2 separate regions of the Sus scrofa genome follow, and region 2 is linked to region 1. The links are chromatin contacts, called in public HiChIP or PLAC-seq maps. All regions are on one chromosome and are shown on one strand. The core of a region is the stretch at or near the end of the contact, and the rest is flanking DNA. Distances in the headings are between cores, read along the strand shown. Region 1 has its middle 11 kb from the start of SLC18A3. Region 2 holds the start of LOC100522401 (WASH complex subunit 2A).

What was found. HiChIP or PLAC-seq counts read pairs in DNA pulled down with a chosen protein or histone mark.
Region 2: an H3K27ac HiChIP or PLAC-seq map of alveolar macrophages shows a contact between it and region 1. The contact joins the promoter of LOC100522401 here to the enhancer-like site in region 1. A contact is called at or near these places in 1 of 5 promoter capture datasets (liver), 6 of 47 Hi-C or Micro-C datasets (embryonic fibroblasts, epiblast stem cells, fetal skeletal muscle and 3 more) and 1 of 2 datasets of contacts at active chromatin or transcription factors (alveolar macrophages).

What each region holds. Positions count from the first base shown.
Region 1 is chr14:90,098,830-90,105,873 of Sscrofa11.1, forward strand. No RefSeq gene overlaps it. Among named protein-coding and RNA genes, the nearest start is that of SLC18A3, 11 kb to the right of the region's middle. Within about 2 kb of position 5,647, at least 2 of the 83 cell types and tissues checked have an H3K27ac peak or open chromatin away from gene starts, as enhancers often do. A contact at or near this core is called in alveolar macrophages, where this site is marked.
Region 2 is chr14:90,579,978-90,587,159 of Sscrofa11.1, forward strand. It overlaps LOC100522401 (WASH complex subunit 2A), which reads left to right and starts at 2,422. Exons shown (of 33, transcript XM_003133111.6): 1 at 2,422-2,570; 2 at 2,659-2,781; 3 at 3,702-3,866. The coding sequence starts at 2,568.

The DNA of each region.
Region 1 (7,044 bases), core at 4,397-6,896:
CCCGCCCACCAAGACACCCCCAGAGTCCCTCCTTCATCTCACCTTGAGCCCTCAGCCAGGCCTTCCAAATTCAGAGCAAAGCCAAACCACCTATGCCTGGCAGCTTTCTCCCTCCACCCCCTTGCTGCACCCTACTTCTAATGATGAAGAACCGATTAAAAGGGAGTGTCTTTCAAAGGTTGTGCTATGTTACTGGTCTCTGTCAGCCAGTCAAGGGCAGAACCTGCTTGTTCAGTTCCACAGCACCTGATGTCTGGTTACTCAGAAGGCTGGGAGGCATGGAGGCTTCTTGGGGGGATTCTCAGTAGCTCCTCTTGTTTTCCAGGGTTTCCAGGTCCCCTGAACAAGTCATTCAAAGACCTTCTGGGCTCCTCCACTGCTTGAGGACCTGGGCCCTGCTTGGGGACCTGGATCTGCCCCGTGAATAAAGCTGGAATGTGCATCTCCCAACAAGGGCCAGCTGCTGTGGGTGATGGGTTTCACCATGACATGAGGTTTGATTTTCACCAAGACAGGGCCCCTCAGCCCTCACCCGGGCAGCTCTCAGTTCTGCCAGAGCCCAGTCCCAACCTATTCCCTTCTAAGGGGCTGCAGCCAGCTCTCTGCTGCTGCAGGCTTGCAGCCCCAGGGGTCTTGAGTAGGGTAGGGAGAGCTCAGGAGACAAGGGGTGAGAGCCACAGGCTCCAGGACAGGACTCAGGTTCCCTAGGCAGAGGGCCCCTGGGGACCATCTCAGTGATGGCTTTATTGAGACCCCAGACAAGGTGAAGGGAGCTCTGAAACGCAAATGACTATGGGGTCAGTGGTCAGGCTCCTTGGGCTAAGGTCACCGTTCAGGACTCTTGGGCTGTGTCTTGGCGGATTCAGGACCAGCAGTAGGTCAGTGCCATTAACCCTCTCTCCTCCTGGCTTCTCTTCTCAAAGTCACACATCATCAGCCCAGTGCATCCCACACATCACCACCTGGCTCCGTGGAAAACGCCTGCATATTACGCTTCCCTCAAACACCCCGTCCACCTCTGGGCTTTCCTGAAGACAGGCTGTCTCTAGGGACACCATTGCCTTCTCACCCTCCCTTTGGATTAACTCAACATCACCTCAAGGGCCTTGGAGTGTCAGCTCCTGTCACCTCCAGTTCCCTCCTGCCCCAGGACACTTCAGGGCCCTTTATCAGAGGGACCGTGTACTCAGGTCTTGCTATGTGTTATGCGTTGTCTCCCAGACGGTCGCTGAGGCAGAGAATGGCTCAGAGATCCCCCCTGCATAAACACGTTGTTGGGGGGCAGTGGTGGGTAAGATGCCCCCTCTCCTCCCAGCCCTCCCCAAAGGGTAGCAGAGGGATTAGATACCACGAGGCCTCCGCATTCTTCCCCCAGTCCCAGCCTCTCTCTTGCTTGGTCTGAGCAGCCAGTGTTGGACCCCCAGGGTGGGAGAGGGCGTGGCTGGCTTCTCCTCTCTTTCTAGCTAAAGTTCAACTCAGCACCACTGCCTTATTTCCCTTTCTATGTGCCTTCCTGGGGCATCCATTCCAGGGAAGGGAGGCAGTAAACAGAGTCTGTGAACTATGCATATGAGGTCAGGCACATTTGAAAAAATAAAGCAGGAGTTCCTATCATGGCTTAGCAGTAACAAACGCGACTAGTATCCATGAGGATGCAGGTTCAATCCCTGGCCTCGCTCAGGCGGTTAAGAATCTGGTATTGCCATGAGCTGTGGTGTAGGTCACAGATGCTGCTCCGCTGCTCAGATCCTGTGTTGCTGTGGCTGTGGCATAGCCTGGCAGCTTGCATATGCCGAGGGTGTGGTCCTAAAAAAAAAAAAAAAAAAGGCAGAAGAATAAAGAAAGAAAAAGGAAAGCATCCAGAGTAGCTAAGAAGCACTGGGGTGGGATTTTAAGTAAGGTGGCCTGGGAAGGCGTTACTCGTATATGTGCCGATAGGAGGAAGATGAGGAAATGAGCCCTGCAGATGGATTACTTTCCAGGAAGAAGGGAGAGCAGGTGCAAAGGACCTGAGGTGGGTGAAGCAGGCATGTTTGGGGAGGGCAGGGTCTAGACCAGAGGGCCTGAAGGCCACTGGGAAGGCAGGATGCTGGCATCTAACCATCAAGGGACAGTAATTACACAAGATGGCATCGTTCTCTGGTTAGCTTGCTGGGTTTTTGGTTTTGTTTTTGTTTTTGTCTTTGTCTTTTTGCCTTTTTTTTCTTTTCTAGGGCCGCACCCGCAGCATATGGAGGTTTCCAGGCTAGGGGTCCCATTGGAGCTGTAGCTGCCAGCCTACACCACAGCCACAGCAATGCCAGATCGGAGCCACGTCTGAGACCTACACCACAGCTCAAGGCAACGCCGGATCCTTAACCCACTGAGTGAGGCCAGGGATCGAACTCGCAACCTCATGGTTCCTAGTCAGATACGCTAACCACCAAGCCACGACGGGAACTCCAGTTTAGTGGTTTTTTAAGGTAATAACCGTGGATGCTATGAGGGTGAGAAGAGGCACCTTCCTAGTTAGTAGGAATGGAATCAGCATCGTGCTTTTAGAAAGCTGTTTGGCTTGATGAGTTGAGACATAAAAATGGTCCTACCATTTAGGACAGTCATTCCACCTCTGGGACTATATCCTTGAGAAAAATCCCAAACATGGAGATCTTTATATTACTCTCCTCAATTAGCCATGAAAAACCAATTGGCTTCCTGGGGCCCTGGCATACAGGCCCTCCCCGCCAAGTCCCAGTGTTCTGCACTCCAGCGCCCCACCCTCCCCCCAGCCCCTGGCCCAGCCTCCTACCTAGAACACCTGCCTCAAGGTATGACCTTGGTCTTCTCCCCCACCTCACTGGTCAGGGAGCCTACCTTACCCCCTCCTTCCTGTCACTAGAGGAAGGGCAGGGGCTTTCTGAGCCCATCAACTGTGCAGACTAAATACTCCACAAGGATGGAGGCTGGAAGTTGCTCAATATCTGAGAACATTCCATGTCATACCGCCTGCTACCAGATGGCATCCGAGAAGTTCAAGTGAAGAAATGGCACCTGTCCACCTATCACTTAGTCATTTGCAAGCTCACAGACAGTCCACTCCATGCCAGCCTGGCAAGGCAGGGAGCCTGAGGTTGGTCCAGCCCCCTGCTGGGGCCTCACAGCCCAGAGGAGACAGACACATTCCCTATGAGGGTTGTGCACATGTGCCACCAAGAATTCATCTGAGAGAGTTCCCATCATGGCTCAGCGGTAATGAATGCAACTAGTATCCATGTGTGGACTCGGGTTCAAGACCTGGCCTCGCTTAGTGGGTAAAGGATCTGACATTGCCCTGAGCTGTAGTATAGGTCACAGACATGGCTTGGATCCCGCATTGCTGTGGCTGTGGCATACGTCGGCCAGCAGCTTGAGCTCCAATTTCACTCCTAGCCTGGGAACTTCTATATGCCACTGGTGCAGCCCTAAAAAGAAAAAAAAAAAAAAAAAAAAAAAAAAAGGATTCCTTTGAAACTAGTTTAAATTGAGTTTAATTAATAGCATCTCAATTACCTGGGCATATAGTGCTCTGGTTATTGTTCTTGATTCAAAGTCGATCATGCTTTCAACTGAGTCAGATGATCTTCTCCACAGCCACCACCCACAGCTGTCTGGTCCCCACACCCATGTGAGGAGAGGTCCTTGAACACTTGCCCTCCTGTCTCTGGCTGTGAAGTCTGTGTCCCTGCCCATGTCACCACCTAGAGCTCCAGGGCCATGCAGGGATTCCCCTCCCCCACCCAGACAACCCTGAGTCGGGACTCACTGTAGAATTTGGCTCAGGTGGTCAGTATGGCCACTACACCAGTCAGGGGTTCTGGGCCATCTGGCTGTGTGCCCAAAGGGTCAGTTCTTTCCATCAAGATACAAGGTTTTCCCCCAGAACATCCCAGGCCCTCACCAGGAGTTTGGAGGTTGGAATCCTCAACTTAACAGCCTAGACTTTCTTCCTCCCAGGGCCCTGTCTTATCACATGTCCACAATACAGGCCCCCAAATTTCTTCTGTTGTGTTCTAACATCTTTGTGCCTCAACAAGAAAGGGTCAGAACTCAGCTCCCTTTCCTCTCGGCCAATGTCTCCAAAAAAGAGCCACTTTTTATGTGTTTGTTCCATAACCACCGTTCTGGGTGCTGAGGACACAGTGGTGACAAATCTGAGAGGGTCGCAGTCTGTGTAGGAGAAGCATTGGCAGTTGTCTGTGCACAATCATAGTCAAGGCCAGGGGTGTTGCTGTCCTAGAGTTAGCTGTCTGCTCTCCAGTCCTGTCCCTCATCCACCAGCCCTTCCTCACACCCTGCTCGGCCTGGTCCCAGATTCAGAGAGGGTCCTGGTACCCACACTTCGGCACAAGCTATCTGCCCCCTCACCCCTGGAGGGTCAAGAACTGTGCTCTGGGCAGAGACACCCCCAGCTATAACCCAACCCTGGGGCGGGGGAACATGCCAGCAATTCTTTTCATGCAGGCCATTCCCAAGGGTATGTGGGAAAATGCAGCAGGCTCACTGTGGCCTCCACTCCTACCTGCATTCTAAGCCCTGATTAATCATCAAAGCCACATTTGTGAGGGTTGGGAATGTGGCCCTGGGGCCCCGACCTGGGTTCAAACTCTGTCTCTGTTGCTTCCTGGCTGTGTGACCAGAGTGAGTTATTTCATCTCTCTGTGTCTCAGATTCATCAGATAGACGTGGGAGAGACTCATAATATCAATCTGATAAGGTTGTTGTGAGGAATCCATGAGCCAGTGCCAAGCTTTTCAAGCTATGGGTCATCAGCCCAGTTTTGGTTACAAACCAGATTAGTGGGTTGTGATAAGAATTTAACATAAATGTAGTGGAAACCAGAGCAAGCTTCATTTTGGAAGAGTCAGTATACATAGCTGTATGTGCTCATGACACCAGCCAGGTCCAGATGTTTTCCTGCCTGCAAAGCTCCACTGTAGGCTTGGGAGATGTTAGATGGATTAAATACAGCCCAAGGTGAAGGAAAGACATTCAATCAAAGCATAGAATCCATTCTGCAAGTGCTAGATTAGAGGTGTGTGCACGTGGGCAAGGATGCTCTCTACGGTGAGTAACCTATTCTGCTGGGAAAGAAAACATGGATGACAGTGAGACATGGTGTGGCAGGACCAGGTGCACCAGACAGGAAGCCATGCAAGTGTGACAAGTAGAAAAGCAGCATGGGCAGGAGCTGGCATGACACACAGAGGGCCTTGAAAACCAAGGTTAGCTTTTGAATTTGACCCTAGCAAAGGGAACTTAAAGCCGAACTTGTGAACTTGACCATAGGCAAAGGGAATTTAAAGCAAGATGACCAATTTAACAAATATCTATTGAGTGCCTACTATGGGGAAGAATTATGTTGTAAAAGCTGACTGTGAGAAGAGGTTGAGGGTGGTGTTCAGGAGCTGGTGGCAATACCGAAGGCAGGGAGATCTGTCATGAGACTACTGCAATGGTCCTAGCATATAATAAGGATGGAGGTCAGAATGTCTGGAGAAGGAAGGGACAAGTACTGCCTCTGTATCTGGGGCTGTGTGGTCCTGGGGAGGATGGCAAATATCACAGAGGTCAGAGGGAAAGAGCAGGGCTTTAGAGGTCACAGAGGAATTCCACAGCCCCGCAAACACGGAAGTCACGTGGCCAAATGGATAAACTCATGGGCATGAGTCAGACGGCCTTGTGACCTTGACACATTACTCAACCCCCTGCATTGCCAATTTTTAAAATAGAGCCCAGAAGAACACTTAGCTCACAGGGGTGTTATGAGATTGAAAGCTAATAAAGGTAAAAGCCTTCCACTGTGTCTGGCACAGGGCCAGGGATCACACCAGGACTCCTTGCTGACCTTTCTTACATCACAGACACGCCTAGAGAAGGTGCTGGTGGGCAGTTTGGGAAAGGGCTGACTTTCAGCCACTCAAACACGAGTCAGGGAGGCTTGGCTGACTTTGCACTGCCAATGCCTTCTCCAGACCATGTTCACAACTCAGACCCATTTGTCCCCAAAAACTTGGAGCCTCGCGGTACATTGTATGCAGGCCCATGCAGGGCCGCCCTTTCACCCAGTGGGGGTTCCTCCTTGCAGCTCCACCATCCACACCTAGGGTCTCTCTGAGAGGGAATCTTTCCAGAGGCTTCAAGACAGATCTTGAACCTGTGGCCGTATTATCTAAACACAGAAGATTTCCCCAGTTCCCCATGAGGATGATCACTGAATAACCATTCGAAGCAATTGGCTCTGAAGCAAGCATCTTCCCTGGATTTCATTTTTTTGTTTTCTTAGGGCTGCACCCATGGCATATGGAAGTTCCCAGGATAAGGATCTAGTCAGAGCTATAGCTGCTGGCCTACACCATAGCCACAGCCACAGCAACACTGGATCCTTAACCCCTAAGCAGGACCAGGGATTGAACTCACATCCTGATGGATACTAGTCAGGCTCATAACACACTGAGCCACCATGGGAACTCCCTCCCTTGGATTTTCACTGAGCCTTTCTATGTGCAGAGAGTGTGCTGGGTACTGGGGATGCACTGACGCAGTGCTGACACAGCCCTGTGCAGCATGCATCTGCAGGGGACACTCTTCCGAGGCAGTCCTCTGCCCTCCCTCAGCACTGGTCTCCATGACTTCCCTGCCTCAAACTTACACTTTTCATGTCTGAAAAAATCTGAAAATGGATGTGACTCTGAATGATCAGTGTTTGGTTTCTGGATCAAGACAAGACTCCAAAACCAGGAGAAATGGCTAGAAGCCTCCATTCATCTTCTGGATTTTCCCAACCCTGAATGTAAAATGCAAAGTTTCTCTTAAACATTTTTTGCTTGCCTAACTGGTTAATCAGGGGAGTATTTTGGCGAGGTTGCATGTTCAATATGCCTTAAAACAAATCTCTTTCCTGGCTCTCCTCAGGGTATATCTGGAATATTTTTCAGGAACACCTCAGCTTTGCTCTAAGTGCCCCTCTGTCCATCTCAGGCTCAACAGAATCTTGGCATGATGAGGAAGTCTATCCTTTTTAAAATT
Region 2 (7,182 bases), core at 1,172-3,671, 480 kb after region 1:
TCTTTTTAGGGTTGCACCAACAGTACATGGAGGAAGTTCCCAGGCTAGGGGTTGAATTGGAGCTATAGCTGCCGGCCAACGCCACAGCCACAGCAATGCTGGATCAAAGCTGCATCTGTGACCTACACCACAGATCAGAGCAACACCAGATCCTTAACCCATTGAGTTAGGCCAGGGATTGAACCTGCATCCTCACAGATACTAGTCAGGTTCATTACCTCTGGGCCACGATAAGAACTCCCACCCACTTTTTTTTTTTTTTTTTTTTTTTTTTTTTTTTTTTAGGGCCGCACCGGTGCCATATGGAAGTTCCCAGGCTAGGGGTCAAATCATATATATTTTTTAATGAATGTTGGAGAAGGGCTAGGAGGTTGGTAGACTGCAATTTAAAAATAAGGTTCTGGAGTACTCTTGCGGTGCAGTGGGTCAAGGATCTGGCATTATCACTGTAGAAGCTTGGGTCACTGCTGTGGTGTAGGTTTGATTTCTAACCCAGGAACTTGCATATGCTGCAGGCACTGCTAAAAAAAAAACCCCACAAAAACAAACAAACAAACAAACAAAAAACCAACAATGAAGTTCTCTTAAGAAACTAAGACTAGCTATAGTGTAACATAGTGGCTAATGGTGTAGGTTCCTGGCTCTGCTTCATTACTAGTTGTCCAACCCTGAGTAAGTTATTCTCTTTGTGCCTCAGTTTCCCCACTGTAAAATATGGGGATAACAGTAACCACCTCACAGAGTCATTGTGAGAATTAAATGAATTAATACATATAAAGCAGTTGATACATTATATGTGCTTCATAAATGTTAGACATTATTATTAAAAAGGATAGATAAGTAAATTACAATACACTTATGATAGTCTACGGTGAATATTTGTGTGAACCCTTAGAAAATAACTGAGGGGGGCATTTAAAATTATCCTTGGGAATTAGGGAAGTCTTCACTAGAGAGACAGAGGCAAAAACAATGGAAAGCTCAAGAGTTTGATAAACAGAGGCCACTGAGGAAGTGGTAAAATCTATGTTTAATGCTCACAGTATGGTAGGCATTGTGCTGTTTACAAATGTTACCACAGTTCCTGCAAAACATGTAACTTCCTTTTACTGAGGAGGAAAACTCATAAGGATTAAAATAACTTGCCCATGGGCACATAAGAATGGAAAGAAATGGAGTTCCGACTGTGGCATGGGCGTCGTGGAAGCCCTGGGACATAGGTTTGACACCCCGCCCCAGAGGATCCCAGGATGGCCAAAGGATCCCAGGTGGCCAGAGCTGCGCTTAGGTCGCAACTGCGACTCGATCTGATCCCTGGCCTAGAAACTCCACATGCTGTGGAGTGGCCAAAAAAGAAAAACAAAAAAACAAAACCGAAAAAGAATGGAAAGAAATAGGGATCTTCATTTTAAAAAGTAAGTTGGTCTGGAGGAAGAGGGACTCCGCAGAGGGAACTTCAAGGAAGTGTGAGGGGTCGCAGAACGCTGGTGGGGAAGCTGGGCACGTTGAAGAAGGATTCGTAGGCAGGAATCAGATATTAAAGGGCTTTTGCCTGTTATATGAGGAGTTTGAACTTGAATCTGAGGGCACTGGCTAGCGAGTAAAGGATTTTAAACAGTCACCATCCAGTAAATCTGGGCGCCTGTGCGCTGACCCCGCGACAGGCAGCAGAGATGCAGCAAGGAAGAGATGCAGCAGCGAGCTCTTCCTCTGCCCACCGCCTGGAACGTTTAAAACTCCTAGGCTGGTTCTCCCTTTGGCCCTTCTCTCTAAACATACCTCGCTGCCAGGCGTTTCCGGGCTGATCACACCCTGCCAACTGCCCTCTAGCTTAAAATGCAACCCGTCGGACGCACCCCTTCAGCTCCCCCTGGCGTCTGCACCCTTCCTTTCTCCAACTCCCGCCACCATAGCCCGGCTGCAGGCTTTTTTTCTTTTAGTGAAATAGATTTTTAAAAATTTACTTTATTCAAGTATATTTGCTTTACAATGTTTCAAATTCTGCTGTATAACGGTGATTCAGTTATACACACATTTTTTCATATTCTTTTTCTATTAAAGTTTATCACAGGATATTCAATATAGTTCCCTGGGCTATACAATAGAAGTTTGTTTTTTACACATTCCGTACATTAGTCACCATCTGCTAATCCCTAACTCCCCAGCCATCCCTTCCGGACCCCCCTCCGCAATCACAAATTCTCTGTGAACGTGAGTCTGTTTCATAGATAGGCTCATTTATGTCATATATATATCACATCTAAGTGATATATGATAGGTGTCTTTCTGACTTACTTCACTTAGTATGATAACTTCTAGGTCCATCCATGTGGCCACAGGCCTCTTAGAAGAGGTCTAGTGTCCCCAGCCGGCTTCTGCACCTTCCTTCCGGCAGTCCGGCAGCCATCCACTGCCGGTCACATGAGGGGCAGGTCACCGGCGCCGGGGTCATGTGATCTACAGTCACGTGCCTGAGGCACCACTGAGAAGTTCGGCTTCCAGAGACCTTCCAGGCTCAGCGGGTGCGTCCTGCGGGCCCTTGGAGCCCGTGAGGCTGCGCGGCGAGGATGGTGAGAGTGGCAGGTTGGGTGAGGGTTGGGCCCCGGCCCCCTCTGCCCTCCCGGAGCTCAGCGCCTCTTCTCGTCCTTCCCGCTGCAGATGAACCAGACCACCCCCGACCAGGAGCGGGCGCCGGCGTCGGAGCCCGTGTGGGAGCGGCCCTGGTCGGTGGAAGAGATCCGCAGAAGCAGCCAAAGCTGGTCGCTGGCGGCCGACGCGGGCGTGAGAGGCGGGCCCAGGGACGGGAGGGGAGGGCGACTCATCCGGGGTGATGCGGGAGGGAGGATGGGACTCCCCATAAACATCGACTTAACACATCTCTTCTTGCCCTCAAAAACTCCCCGGCGGCAATCCCCAGGCACTTGGGCGGTGGTGGGCCGGTTGTCCTTAGCCCTCTGAGCGCTCCCAAGCAGACAGCGGCCTGGACACCCGGCTGTTTTCCTCGTTGGGGTTTTCCAGACCGGCAACCAACTCCATCCTGAGCTGGGAAATCGGCTTCCGCCGCTCCGCAGGCTTACAATGGCATTACTTCGTCAATTCCATGTTGGGACCTGGACTGAGTGGGGCAGTAGAAAAACTAGTATATGGATATCCTTGAGTGAGACTTTTTAGCTAAGGGCCCACCCAGTAAACTGAAAATGGTCATTCCAAAGTCCCATTTGAAGTAGGATTTTTGGATAAAAGTAGTGGTTTGTTGTTTTGGCTTTCGTTTGCAATCCCTGTAGAATGACAACCAAACAGGACTTAAAAATTCCTCCCAAAATGAGATGGCAAGTATCCGTTGACTCGTTGCCGCTGTTTTGATGAACTTTCTTTTTTTTTTTTTTTTTTTTTAAGGGCCACACCCGCGGCATATGGAGGTTCCCAGGCTTGGGGTGGAATCCGAGCTGTAGCTGCTGGCCTAGGTACTCCACATCCACAGCCCTGACAGATCTGAGACACGTCTGCGATCTACACCACAGCTCAAGGCTGATGAACTTTCTTAATGTTTTTTGATGCTACTTGGTCATAAAGCTGTCAAAAGCAGAATCCCTTTTACATTCCAACACACACACACAAAAGGAAATGGGTTCTTTCCTGTTTTGATATGCAGAATAGATGTGTATAATATTGATACTACTGTATGTTTATTTTTTAAATAGCTGCTACAGTTTCTACAGGAATTCTCACAGCAGACTATCTCTAGGACCCATGAAATCAAGAAACAAGTGGATGGACTAATTCGGGAAACTAAAGCCACAGATTGTCGCCTGCATAATGTCTTCAATGACTTCCTTATGCTGTCTAATACCCAGTTCATTGAGAACGTGAGTCAGATTTATAAATAAATACTACTTTTAGGAGGAGCAAGAGCCATTGTAATACTCCATGATCTATTATTAGGTTCTCTACTAAATTTTGGTGGAAGTAGTGGTTCTTTATAATTAATGCCTCACCCCCTTTTTTATTAGTAAATTTTTTTAAGCCTTTGAAAAAACCTAATGATAAAATTTCCTCATATTCCAGTGTTTCCATCGGTTTTTGGTTTTGGAGTAGTCGGTGTTGTGCAGAATTGCATGACACTCCAACAAACCTTGTTATTGAGCATACTCTGTACGGAGCTGTACAACTGGTCTGATCCTCTGGGCACCAGTGTATTATTGATTGTATCCAATATTGATAAGTTATAGTAAAGTCGTGTGTGTGTCTACTTGGAATATTCCCAACTAACATTTTGTTATGATGGCTGAACCTATGTTGTTGTTGTTATTTCGCTTTTTAGGGCTGCACCAAAGGCATATGGAAGTTCCCAGGCTAGGTGTCTAATTGGAGCTATAAGCTGCCAACCTGCACCACAGCCACAGCAATGTGGGATCTGAGCTGAATCTGCGATGTACACCACAGCTCACGGGAATGACAGAGCCTCAATCCACTGAGCAAGGTCAGGGATCAAACCTCATGGATACTTGTCTGGTTCATTACTGCTGAGCAACAGGAACTCCAACGTTCTTTTAGTTTTTAAAAAACTTTTTAGGGAGTTGCCATTGTGGCACAGTAGGAATGAATTCAGCTAGTATGCATGAAGATGTGGGTTTGATCCCTGGCCTCACTTAGTGGGTTAAAGATCCGGCCTTGCCATGAGCTGTGGTGTAGGTTGCAGGTGCAGCTCCGATCCCATGTTGCTATGGTTGTGGTGCAGGCCAGCAGCTGTAGCTCTGATTCATCCCATAGCCCAGGAACTTCCATATGCTGTAGGTGTGACCCTAAAAAGACAAAAAAAAATTTTTTTTTAAACTTATTTTATTGGTGTAAAGTTGATTTACAATGTTGTATTAGCTTCAGGTGTACAGCAAAGTGAATTAGTCATACATAAAAATATATCCATTATTTTTTCCCATGTAGGTTAATTATGAGCTGTTGGGTAGATTTTCTTGTGCTTTACAGCAGGTTCTTGTTAATCATCTGTTTTATACTGTAGTGTATGTATTATTTCCACCATCCCAATGCCCCCCTTCCTCTAACTGTTTTACCTATATTAACTGTAAGATTGGTTTTAAAATCTGAGTTTGTTTCTCTTTTTTAAATAGGTTCTTTTGTATCATTTTTATGCTTCCACATGTAAGTGATATACTATGGTACTTGTCTTTCTCTGACTTATTTCACTGAGTATGATAATCTCTAGGTCCATCCATGTTGCTGCTGAACCTATTATGGAATAAACTCTAAATAGATTGCTGAGTTTTAACCTATGTGCGATTTTGTCCATTTATTTATTGAATTTCTCTAGGTGCTGGGTTCTAGGAATATACAGGTAAATTAGACACAGTCCCTCCTTAGAGAAAATCAAAATCTTCCATAATAGTGTAATTCCAGAATAGAAAGGAAGCAGGTGTGGCTGGAGCCTAGTGACTGAAGGGGAGATTGTTAACAGATGAGGATGAGAGGAATCTTATTTAAGCTGATTTGTATTTCTCATAGGGTGGCCAGCTTTCTGAGTATCAGCATTAATTAATCTGTGAAAAGAGGAATATTAATGTAGGCTACCTCCTGAGACTGTTAGATGCAAAATAACAAAAAAGATTTTGAAAATTGCAAGAAAGATTTTGAAAATTGCAAAAAAGATTTTGAAAATTGCAAAAAAGATTTTGAAAATTATAAAAAAGCCCATGGTTAGTTCCCATTGTGGCTCAGGGGTAACAAATCTGACTAGTATCCATGAGGATGCAGATTCAATCCCTGGCCTCGCTCAGTGGGTTGAAGATCCAGTTTGCCATGAGCTGTGGTGTGTGTCACAGACGCAGCTCCAATCCCTTGGTGCTGTGGCTGTGGTGTAGACCGGCAGTTGCAACTCTGATTTGACCCCTAGCCTGGGAACTTACATGTCCTGCAGTGGTGGTGCTAAAAAGACCCCCCCCCCCAAAAAAAAAAAACACCATGATTAAGGATTATTAAGAGAAGACTATTGTCATTCAGGTATCTTGTTGCAGTATGTTTGCACATACTTAGTAGTTCAGGTTGAAATGCCACTACCATAGCTTGGAGAAGCTATGTGTAAAATAAAAATTTTAATAAAAGTCTTAAATATCTCTTTGCCAGTAAGTTTAAAATGTAGCAAATATTCTAGTAAAATCTGTAGTCATTTTCTGGTGATCTACACAGAAAGCCCATGCTTGGTCCTGAGCATCTTTCACACTGGAAGAGGCGGTTTATGGGTCTCTCATCTCTCATTTACTGGTGTATGCAGCTCCATCACTTTTTCATCGTGCCTTATTCCTGTCCTTTTAAATATATTTGTTGGTCTCATTCTGTACCTTTCTTGCTCAGCTCTTCTCTGCAGTCAGTGTGCAGCCCTGGACTGGGCCAGGAATAGAACTGGGGGACTTCTTTTGTGCTTGATGTGCCTGTGCTGCATTGGTGCTGGATTGGTAGCCGATTGATGCTTTGGGAGTGAAGGGCATCATAAACTTGTTCTTCATTATAGCTTTAAGGTCTTACTTCTCTTTTTCCCTCCACTTTTTTTCTGGCCAAGTTTTTTTAGATTCTGAGTTTTCATAATCTAGTTTTTGTGGGTGATTGGTTCTGTTTTTTATTGTTTTTTGATAGTCGTTCTTTGTTTCTGCTCACCTCTAGAATTTCCTGCTTTCCATCCATCTCTCCATCCTCTTAGTTCTTGTGCCTCTTCCATTCTGTAGCTAAATTATCCTCTAGATGTGCCTGTTGCCAAATCTAACTGCTTCCCAGACCTCCCTGTAATGCCACGTGTTACATGTTCTTTCCATCGTAGAGCACGACGATAAGAGTATGGCTAATGCTCAATAAAACTCTGAAAAAATCTACATGCTGTTAATACATTTGGCAGTAATTTGGTTTTTCATGTGTTTTCTTCAAACTCTAACATTGAAACTCATGTATTATAATTCTGGCTTGAATAATGGTGCCCTTTAGTTTCATGGCAGTTTATTGGAAAGATACTTAAAGTCAGGTAGGTTTTGGAGTTCCCACTGCGGTGCAGTGGAGTCTGTAGCGTCTTGGGTGGTCTGGGACGCAGATTCCATCCCCAGCCTGGCACAGTGGGTTAAAGATCAGAATCGCTGCTGCTGTGGCTTAGGTTGCAACTATGGCTCGGATCTGATTCCCATCCCA